2 separate regions of the Callithrix jacchus genome follow, and region 2 is linked to region 1. The links are chromatin contacts, called in public Hi-C maps. All regions are on one chromosome and are shown on one strand. The core of a region is the stretch at or near the end of the contact, and the rest is flanking DNA. Distances in the headings are between cores, read along the strand shown.

The links. Hi-C and Micro-C count contacts between places; a contact is called where the count stands out from the background.
Region 2: a Hi-C map of skeletal muscle shows a contact between it and region 1, with 7 times the contacts expected there. The contact joins two enhancer-like sites. A contact is called at or near these places in 3 of 3 Hi-C or Micro-C datasets (induced pluripotent stem cells and skeletal muscle).

What each region holds. Positions count from the first base shown.
Region 1 is chr5:115,402,207-115,406,311 of calJac240_pri, reverse strand. No RefSeq gene overlaps it. Among named protein-coding and RNA genes, the nearest start is that of TOB1, 84 kb to the left of the region's middle. Within about 2 kb of position 2,696, at least 5 of the 16 cell types and tissues checked have an H3K27ac peak or open chromatin away from gene starts, as enhancers often do. A contact at or near this core is called in skeletal muscle, where this site is marked.
Region 2 is chr5:115,560,223-115,564,418 of calJac240_pri, reverse strand. No RefSeq gene overlaps it. Among named protein-coding and RNA genes, the nearest start is that of ANKRD40CL, 15 kb to the left of the region's middle. Within about 2 kb of position 2,083, at least 5 of the 16 cell types and tissues checked have an H3K27ac peak or open chromatin away from gene starts, as enhancers often do. A contact at or near this core is called in skeletal muscle, where this site is marked.

The DNA.
Region 1 (4,105 bases), core at 1,447-3,946:
ATCCCTGAGGGGAGAGGATGGGGGAGGGAAAGCACCTCCTTCAAGCTCCAGGGAGGCAGGAGGATTGGTTGAGGAGCAGCCCTGTGCAGAGGCAGGGGCATGGCAGAGAACACCTTGGGAGGTGGTGTGAAGCTTGAGTCCAGGAGCCAGCCACCAGCCCTCCCTGCCATTCAGTTTAGAGGTCACTTGGGTCGCTTCAGCCTTGACAGCTATGGGGTCAAGTGTCTCCTCTACAAAAATAATTCCCAAATATGTCACTGCCTTCACCCCTGGGACTGGCTGGTGCACCCAAATTGGCGTCACCACGCGGGCCCCCTTATAAGCGTTACCTTGCTGGCTTAACCAGACTACCACAGTGGGAGGGAACTGACCTGAGACCGCCTGGAGAGATGGGACCCCAAGGCCCCTTTTTGGTACTACTCACTTGTTGGGTCTGCGGGATTCAAACACACTCCCTGTCTCTGGGTCTCAGTTTAACAGGGAGATCACTACCTCCCAAACCTCAGTGCCGAGCGTCGGGCCAGGGCTGGTGCTGGGGCTCCTATGTCTGTGTCTGGAGACGCAGCTGACTCCTGACAAGCCCAGACACGCAGCTGTTCCTGCAGAGGAAGCAGCAGCCGAGGGGGAAGGGCCGAGCGCTGACGGAGGGGGAAGAGAGACCAAAGGACACCAGAGTGACTGTGTGCAGTGAAGCAAGTGTGAGCAGAGCCCCAGTCTCCAGGTCTCTTCTCCGGGGAAGCATTTTTGTCTTTATTGGAAATTTCCTGCCATGTGACACCTGACCTCTACCTTCTCTTCAACAGATGAGTTCTGCTGCCAATCCCAGCGGGCTGAGACACTGTGACTGCCCACCTGTCCCCGGGTAATCCTTCTACACAGCCCCGTCCCTTCCCAGGGATGCTCAGTGGCTGCGGCCACCCTTGCTTTCTGCCACTCAGCCCTTCCAAGGGCTCCAAACCCCAAGAAGGGCAGTCTGGGCCGGGGCTCCTGGGCTCCCTAAGGCATGATCCCATCACGAAATTTCCGGGCCAGGCCCTGAAGGAAAGGGGTCCTGGACCCAAAGCCTCCTGCTTCCCAGAGGCTCCACCCAAGAACTGTCACTTCTCCAGCCCCTGGCGCCAACTCCTCTCTGGCTTTCCTGTCATTTCCCGATGCCACAAACCTTCTGACATCCTCTTTCCCACTGAATTTCTTCCCCAGGCCCTTTCCTTCCCCAAGAAGCTTCACACTGGATGTTGCCAGCTGGTAGGATATGGAGAAGGCCAGGGGAGCTGTCTCCATGACCCCAGTGGGGGCGAGAGACAGAAGCTGCATCTGGAGCCTGCTGGCTGCAATTTTGGGCATTCATATTCACCTGAGCATCCTGGAACAGCCCTGAACCTGGGCATCAAATTCCCCAGGCTTGAGAATGGTGAGCACTTCTATTAGGCACCCCTTGCTCCAGGTCTATGCCCACTCCCCTGTGCCCACAGAAGCCCTGTAGTCCATGCTGGCTCTGGCTCATGTGGGTGTCCTGACTGCAGTAAGGCCGATGCGGCAAGGGTCCCTTTACTCTGCACTCCAGCTCCCCACCCCAGCCGGGGCAGCCTCAAACCTCCCACCCCCTTGCTGTGCCATGTATCACGTGGCTGGGATCATGCCCTTCCACCTTCTCCATCAAGAGGATCCGACAGCATCTTGCAGCTAACATTGGGGCATGGGAGTGAGGGCAACAAACATGATACTCACTCTTATGCCCTAATGTTTAGAATCATGGGGCAGAAAAGCATCCCAGAACTCATCTAGCCCAACTGTCATTTTACAGAAAGCAGGACAGAGAGAAATGAACAGCCTAAAACTCATGTCTACTCAGGTCAGCTGGGACAGGGGTCTGGTTTCCCAGTGTGGAGCCCACAGGGTCTGGATGTGCTGGAACTTGGCACGTCCCCCTGAGTTAGCTGCAGAGGTGGCGTGTGGGAGAGGAGGCTGGAGAATAGGTTTGGAGGTTTTGTCCAGGCACACAGATTCTCTCTCCCTAATCCTGAGCCCCTCCTTTTCTCCCTTTGAGCAGTAGTTATAAAATCCAGGAAATAAATGTGGATTGATGGCCTAAAAAGGGCTTAGTTAGTGCTGTGACCTGCTGAGTTACGTAACTGCTATTTATTACCAGCCTTGGATGAAGTTTCCATTGAAGCAACTCACTAAGCTGATTCTATGACATTTCCCTCAGCCTTGTTCAGAAGCAGCAGCCACAGAAATTCTTCTGAAACTTCAAAGACTAGAAATTGGTGGCATGAATGCTTTTAAAGATTCCCTTCTTTCATCTTTTTTTTTTTTGAGATGGAGCCTTGCTCTGTCACCCAGGCTGGAGTGCGGTGGCGTGATCTTGGCTCATCGCGACCTCCATCTTCCAGGTTCAGGTGATCCTCCTGCCTCAGCCTTCCAGAGTAGCTGGGATTATAGACATGCATGACCACGCCCGCCTAATTTTTGTATTTTTAGTAGAGATGGGGTTTCACCATGTTGGCCAGGCTGGTCTTGAACTGCTGACCTCAGGTGATCCTCCTGCCTTGGAGTCCCAAAGTCCTGGGATTACAGGCATGAGCCACCGCGCCCAGCCCCTTCTTTCATCCTTGGAGCCAATGTTTCTCTCATCCATATCAACCCTGTTCACCTCAGCAACAGTCCCAGGCTCTAGGTCCTCAGGTCCCTGGGCTAGGTGGGGGCTGAGAGAAGTTGTATTCCTGCCTCTGGCAAAGGAAATGGGTTGAGAAGAACCCAGGGTATGAGAATCTGGAGCTGCCAGTGGAAAATGCACTGAATGAAGTCAAGATTCTAGTCCAACCTCTGCTGCCACTGTTGGTCTCAGCTGGCTTATTAGTAAAGTGAACTGCTTCCCTCAGCTGTACAACTTGACCTTCCCTAGTGCAGCACCCTCCTTGGTCTGGCTTGCTGTCATGCTGGGGTCACCAGCCCAGTGAGGATGAAGGGGAGGGCTGAGGGACTGGCAGGCTCTGGGGTGCTGGCAAGTAAAAGGGAGGAAGGTTAACACCAACATGGCGCCACCGTGTGTTCAAAAGGGAGCAGAGCTGGGCCTCTCCCCAGCAAGGCAGCTTTCCTCTCCCCAGCCCCTTTCCTGCTCTGGGAGGGGTGGTGGTGGTGGGAAGCCAAGGATCCTCCCTAATTCAGCTTCACCTCTCAGCCACTCACTTTAGTTGCCAAAGGAGCCCTTGGGAGAAGAAGCTCCCTGAAGGCTCTAATGCCATCCTAAAGTAGATTTTTGGAGGCTTCCAAAAGGTTCAAGAAGGAAAAGACCCAAAGGAAGTCCAGGACCCGGAGAATGCAATGGTGTCTCTCTTCCTAATTAAGACACATTCCTCTCATTCATGGATGTGCTTCCTTGAGGCCTCGGGACAAACTGGTGCATCAAACAAGGCCGTTGGTACCAAGTGGTGCAGGCTGCATGATTCCCTCCATTAAGGATCTGGGCGCGTTGTGAACATTGTGATCTGGCTGGGCATGAAGGCTGCTAGTCCGCACAACCCTAGCTGCATTGGAAGAGACAGCCCACCCTCAAAGGATGTCACCTTCACCACAGCCTTACAGGGCATCCAAGCCAAGTCTGTGCTTGTCACCAAAGACAACTGGGGACCCAAAGAGATGAAATGACTTTTGATGGAGGAGTGGTAGGGAGGGACTAGAATCTAGTTTTTTCTTCTTCTTTTTAAAATAGGTCTTGCTATGTTGCCCAGGCAGGTCTCAAACAATTTAAGCAATCCTCCTGCCTTGGCCTCCCAAAGTGCTGGATTACAGGCATGAGGTACCATGCCTGGCCTTTTTACTTATTATTTTATTTTTTTAGAGATGGGATCTTGCTCTGTTGCCCAGGCTGGAGTACAGTGGCGTGATTTTGGTTCACTGCAGCCTCAACTTCCTGGGCTCAAACAATCCTCCCATTTCAGCCTGCTGAGTAGCTGAAACTACAGGTGTGTGACACTATGCCTGGCAAATTTAATATTTTTTTTTTAATAGATGGGGGTCTCACTTTTTTGCCCAAGCTGGTCTTGAACTCCTGAGCTCAAGCGATCCTCCTGCTCAGCCTCCCAAAGTGCTGGGATTATAGGCA
Region 2 (4,196 bases), core at 834-3,333, 160 kb before region 1:
ACTCTCCTGCTTCAGCCTCCCGAGTAGCTGGGATTACAGGCACCCACCACCACACCTGGATAATTTTTGTATTTTCAGCAGAGATGGGCTTTCACCATGTTGGCCAGGCTGGTCTCCAAGTCTTGATCTCGTGATCTGCCTGCCTCGGCCTCCCAAAGTGCTGGGATTACAGACGTGAGCCACTGAGCCTGGCCTCTTCAGTCAGTTCTAAGTTTTTGCCTCCCCCTTTGCCCTGGGGTCCCAGCTACTGGTGTCAGCACAGAGAGGGGTCTGATCTTGGTCATTCTTGTCTTTTCTGCTGGTATCTGTAAAGATGGTCTCTGGCCCTATTGGGCATCATTTGCTGATGTCCATTCACACCAGATTGATTCATTGCTGCCCACGTCCACCCCATCAGCATTCACCATGAGGGCCCGTGGCTCACCTGGCCTCCTTGTTGTACCATCCTGATCCTGAGCTTCACATAGTCTCAGAACCCTCTCTCAGCTACTTCAATGGGAAACTTCAGGGAGGGTGCTGTCTCAGGTCCTGTCTGCCCAGACAAGCCACACCAGCATGTCTCCTTACATGCAGAGACATGAGGGTGTTCTGGGAGATGGGTACCTCGGTGCCTTCACCAGGAAGCAGGCCCCTCTGCTCCCTGAGCTCCGAGGTGCCCCTACTGCAGCCGAGACAACGGGGCTGGGGTGGAGAGAAGAGAGCCATCACGTGGTCAGCGTTTTTACTAAGGCTGGGACCTCAACTCTGAAGCTCAGTATCCAGGACCTAGCTCCGCTGGCTTCTTTCTTCATTTCTTCCGAGACATTCCTGCCCCAAAGACATGCTTGCTGCTGTCTGCATTGGGGCAGGGCAATGCGGCGTGCTTGGGAAAGAAGCCTGGGTAACACCTCCAAATAGCAGCTTGCCACACCTTTTGCCCTGTTTTCAGGGTACTCCGAGTACTGACTGACTCATGCCCACCCCTCAGCACCCTAGGGAAGCTTGTGTTCCCAGCAGTGAGTAGAGCAGAGCCACAGGTGGTGGAAGACGTTTTCTGAGGGTTGGTACTCAGCCCCTTCTGGGAGGGGAGACGATCCTGGCTGTGAACAATAGAAAACAACCCTGGTTGACTACAGCCCAAAAAGAATCTTCTGGAAGGATGATGGGTGGTTCATAGAATCACAGGGTAAACAGGAGAACCAGCCTCACATATTGGGCAGGAACCCAGAAGACTGGGAGGCAGAGCCACAGGGAGGGACTCATGAGGACAACCGGGCCAACCTTACGACCACCACTGCCCTTTGATGGTGGGAGCTCGGACCCCAGCATTAGGGGAGCGACACCTCAGTGGTCTCAGCTTCTCAATGACCCTCAATCAGTGTTCAAGTCCTGGGCAGGATGAACCAAGGCTGAGTGCCCAAGCACTCCCTGCAGAAATTCGATCTTTGGCCCCCTCACGCTTCCATAGGGGGAACGCAGCCTCCATCTGGTCTTGAGATTTATATCCTCCCCTCTGAATGGGTATTTGGATGACAAGCAACCAAAATCAGCGCATGCACACATCTCTCTAATTTCCCTGAATTTGCATTTGCCAAGAGGCAGTTTCAAACCTGCCTCATTTGAGCAGTCTGATCCTCACAGTGCTGTTTGTTTATGGCACTCAGAGAGCTTGCCAAACGCAGTGAAGTCATCTGAGCAGCCTGAGCGCTTCCAGATAAACACACGGGCCTTCCTTCCACGGCCCCCGTCGTAGCTAATGTGTACTGAACAGTGGGCCAGGCGTTGAGCTCGGCGCTCTACCTGGAGGGTTGCCTTAGCCTTACCCCCATTTTTCCACGGGGCAGACTGGGGCCCAGTGGTTTAGTAGCTTTCCCCAGTTCACGCAGGTCAAGATGGGAAGCACAGGGACTTGAACCCACACAGCCTGTCGGGCCCTGCTCCCTGGTGATCTAATGGAGACAGATGTTAAACCAGTAACCATGGGATTATGTACATGATTGCAAGGAGCGCTGGAAAGCGAAAGAACTGGGTGGGAGGAGGAAGGATAACAGAGGAGACAATCCATAGCGGTGGGGGTTGGGGGCCCGGGAAGGCCTCTGGAAGAACACTGAAGCTGTGATCCAAATGATGGATTTAGCCAGGCGAAGAGCGAGGGGAAAGAGGCAGTGGAAAGTACCAGACCTCTGAGGCAGGAAAGAGGGGAATGTGTTCGAGGGATGGGAGCAAGGGCCAGTGCTGCAGGAGCAGAGAGGGCTGGGGATCCCTGGGTGGGGGGCGAGGCAGGGCCAGGCTGGGCCTTGCTGCTCCTCAGCTCCGATCACCTCATCTCCTCTCACTGACCCTCACACGTCCTCTGAGCTCCGACCTCATAGCACAGTCAGAGCCAACCTCCTCTCCCCATCTCCGCTGCGGCCACCCTGGTCTAATTATTGCAATGTCTCCTCCCATTCCCATGGGGCTTCCTGCTTCCACACCGCCCCCATATCTCTTCTTTCTCAGCAATGAAGTGATCCTTTCCGCATGGAAGTCAGAGCTTGCCAAGCCTCTGCTTCTCATTTTGCTTAGAGGAAATGCCGAAGTCTTGCACTGTCTACAAAGCCCTCCACAATCTGGGTCCTGGGAGCTCCTGCAGCAGGGTCCCCTGTCTCACTTGGCCGCAGCCCCACCAGCTCTGCGGCCCTGTGCTCCTGCTCAAGGACACCAAGCAAGCCCCTATCTGGAAGGAGGGCCTTTGCACTGCCCGTTCCCTTGGCCTGGAATGTTCTTTCCTCACATAGCCATGGGCCTCTCACCCTCCAGCAGGCCTGCCCCTGCACATTCTCATAGTGGAGCTCAGGGCATACAGCAGATGGAGATGTGAAGCCCTCTGCCCGCCTCTGGTCTGCTGCTGGCCACAGCAAGCATATGGCTGAGCCCAGAGTCTGAGTGAGAGGGCACCGGGACAGGAGATGACACGGTGAAGACAGGGGGAATAAGCCCTGGGGCCCTCGCACACTTGACAGCCCCTTTATCTGAGCTCCAAATACTATGCCCCCTCCTGCACGGGGACCTGCCATCAGTAACTCTCTCCATCAGCCACCATCCCGTTTTCATGCAGCAAACGTGTGGCACACTCACAATGTGCAGACCCTGTTCTAGACGCTGTGAAGCAGCTGCATGCAAAGTAGACAGTCTCTGACCTTTTAGAGGTTTTCTTTTTTCTTTTTTTTTTTGAGACAGAGTCTCTTTATCACCCAGGCTGGAGTGCAGTAGTGCGATCTAGGCTCACTGCAACCTCTGCCTCCTTGGTTCAAGAAATTCTCCTGCCTCAGTCTCCTGAGTAGCTGGGATTATAGGTGCCCACCACCATGCCTGGCTACTTTTCATATTTTTAGTAGAGATGGGGTTTCACCATGTTGGCCAGGCTGCTCTCGAACTCCTGACCTCAGGTGATCTGCCCACCTTGGCCTTCCAAAGTGCTGGGATTTCACATATGAGCCACCATGCCTGGGTCTTTTAGAGCTTTTATTTATTTATTTTTGGAGACAGAGTTTCACACTGTCAACCAGGCTGGAGTGCAGTGGCAGGATCTTGGCTCACTGCAACCTCGGCCCCCCAGATTCAAGTGATTCTCCTGTCTTAGTCTCTTGAGTAGCTGGGACTAGGCGCACGCCATCATACCTGGCTAATTTTTTTTGTACTTTAGTAAAGATGGGGTTTCACTGCATTGCCCAGGCTGGTTTCGAACTCTTGAGCCCAGGCAATTCTCCCGCCTTGGCCTCCCAAATTGCTAGGATTATAGGCATGAGTCACCACGTCCAGCCTAGAGCTTTTATTTTGTTTTCAAGATAGAGTCTTGTTCTGTCGCCGAGGCTGGAGTGCAGGGGCGCAATATCAGCTCACTGCCACCTCTGCCTCCTGGGTTCAAGAGATTCTCCTGGGTCAGCCTCCCAAGTAGATGGGATTACAGGCACCTGGCACCACATCTGGCTACTTTTTGTAACTTTAATAGAAAGAAGATTTGTCAGTGCATTGGAGGAAAGGGAGGCAGGAGTCAAGAATGACTGACAGTACTTTTTTTGAAATGGAGTCTCACTTTGTCACCCAGGCTGAAATACAGTGGCACAATCTCAGCTCCCAGGTTCAGGTGATTCTCCTGCCTCAGCCTCCTGAGTAGCTGGATTACAGGTGTGTGCCACCATGCCTGGCTAATTTTTTGTATTTTTAGTAGAGATGGG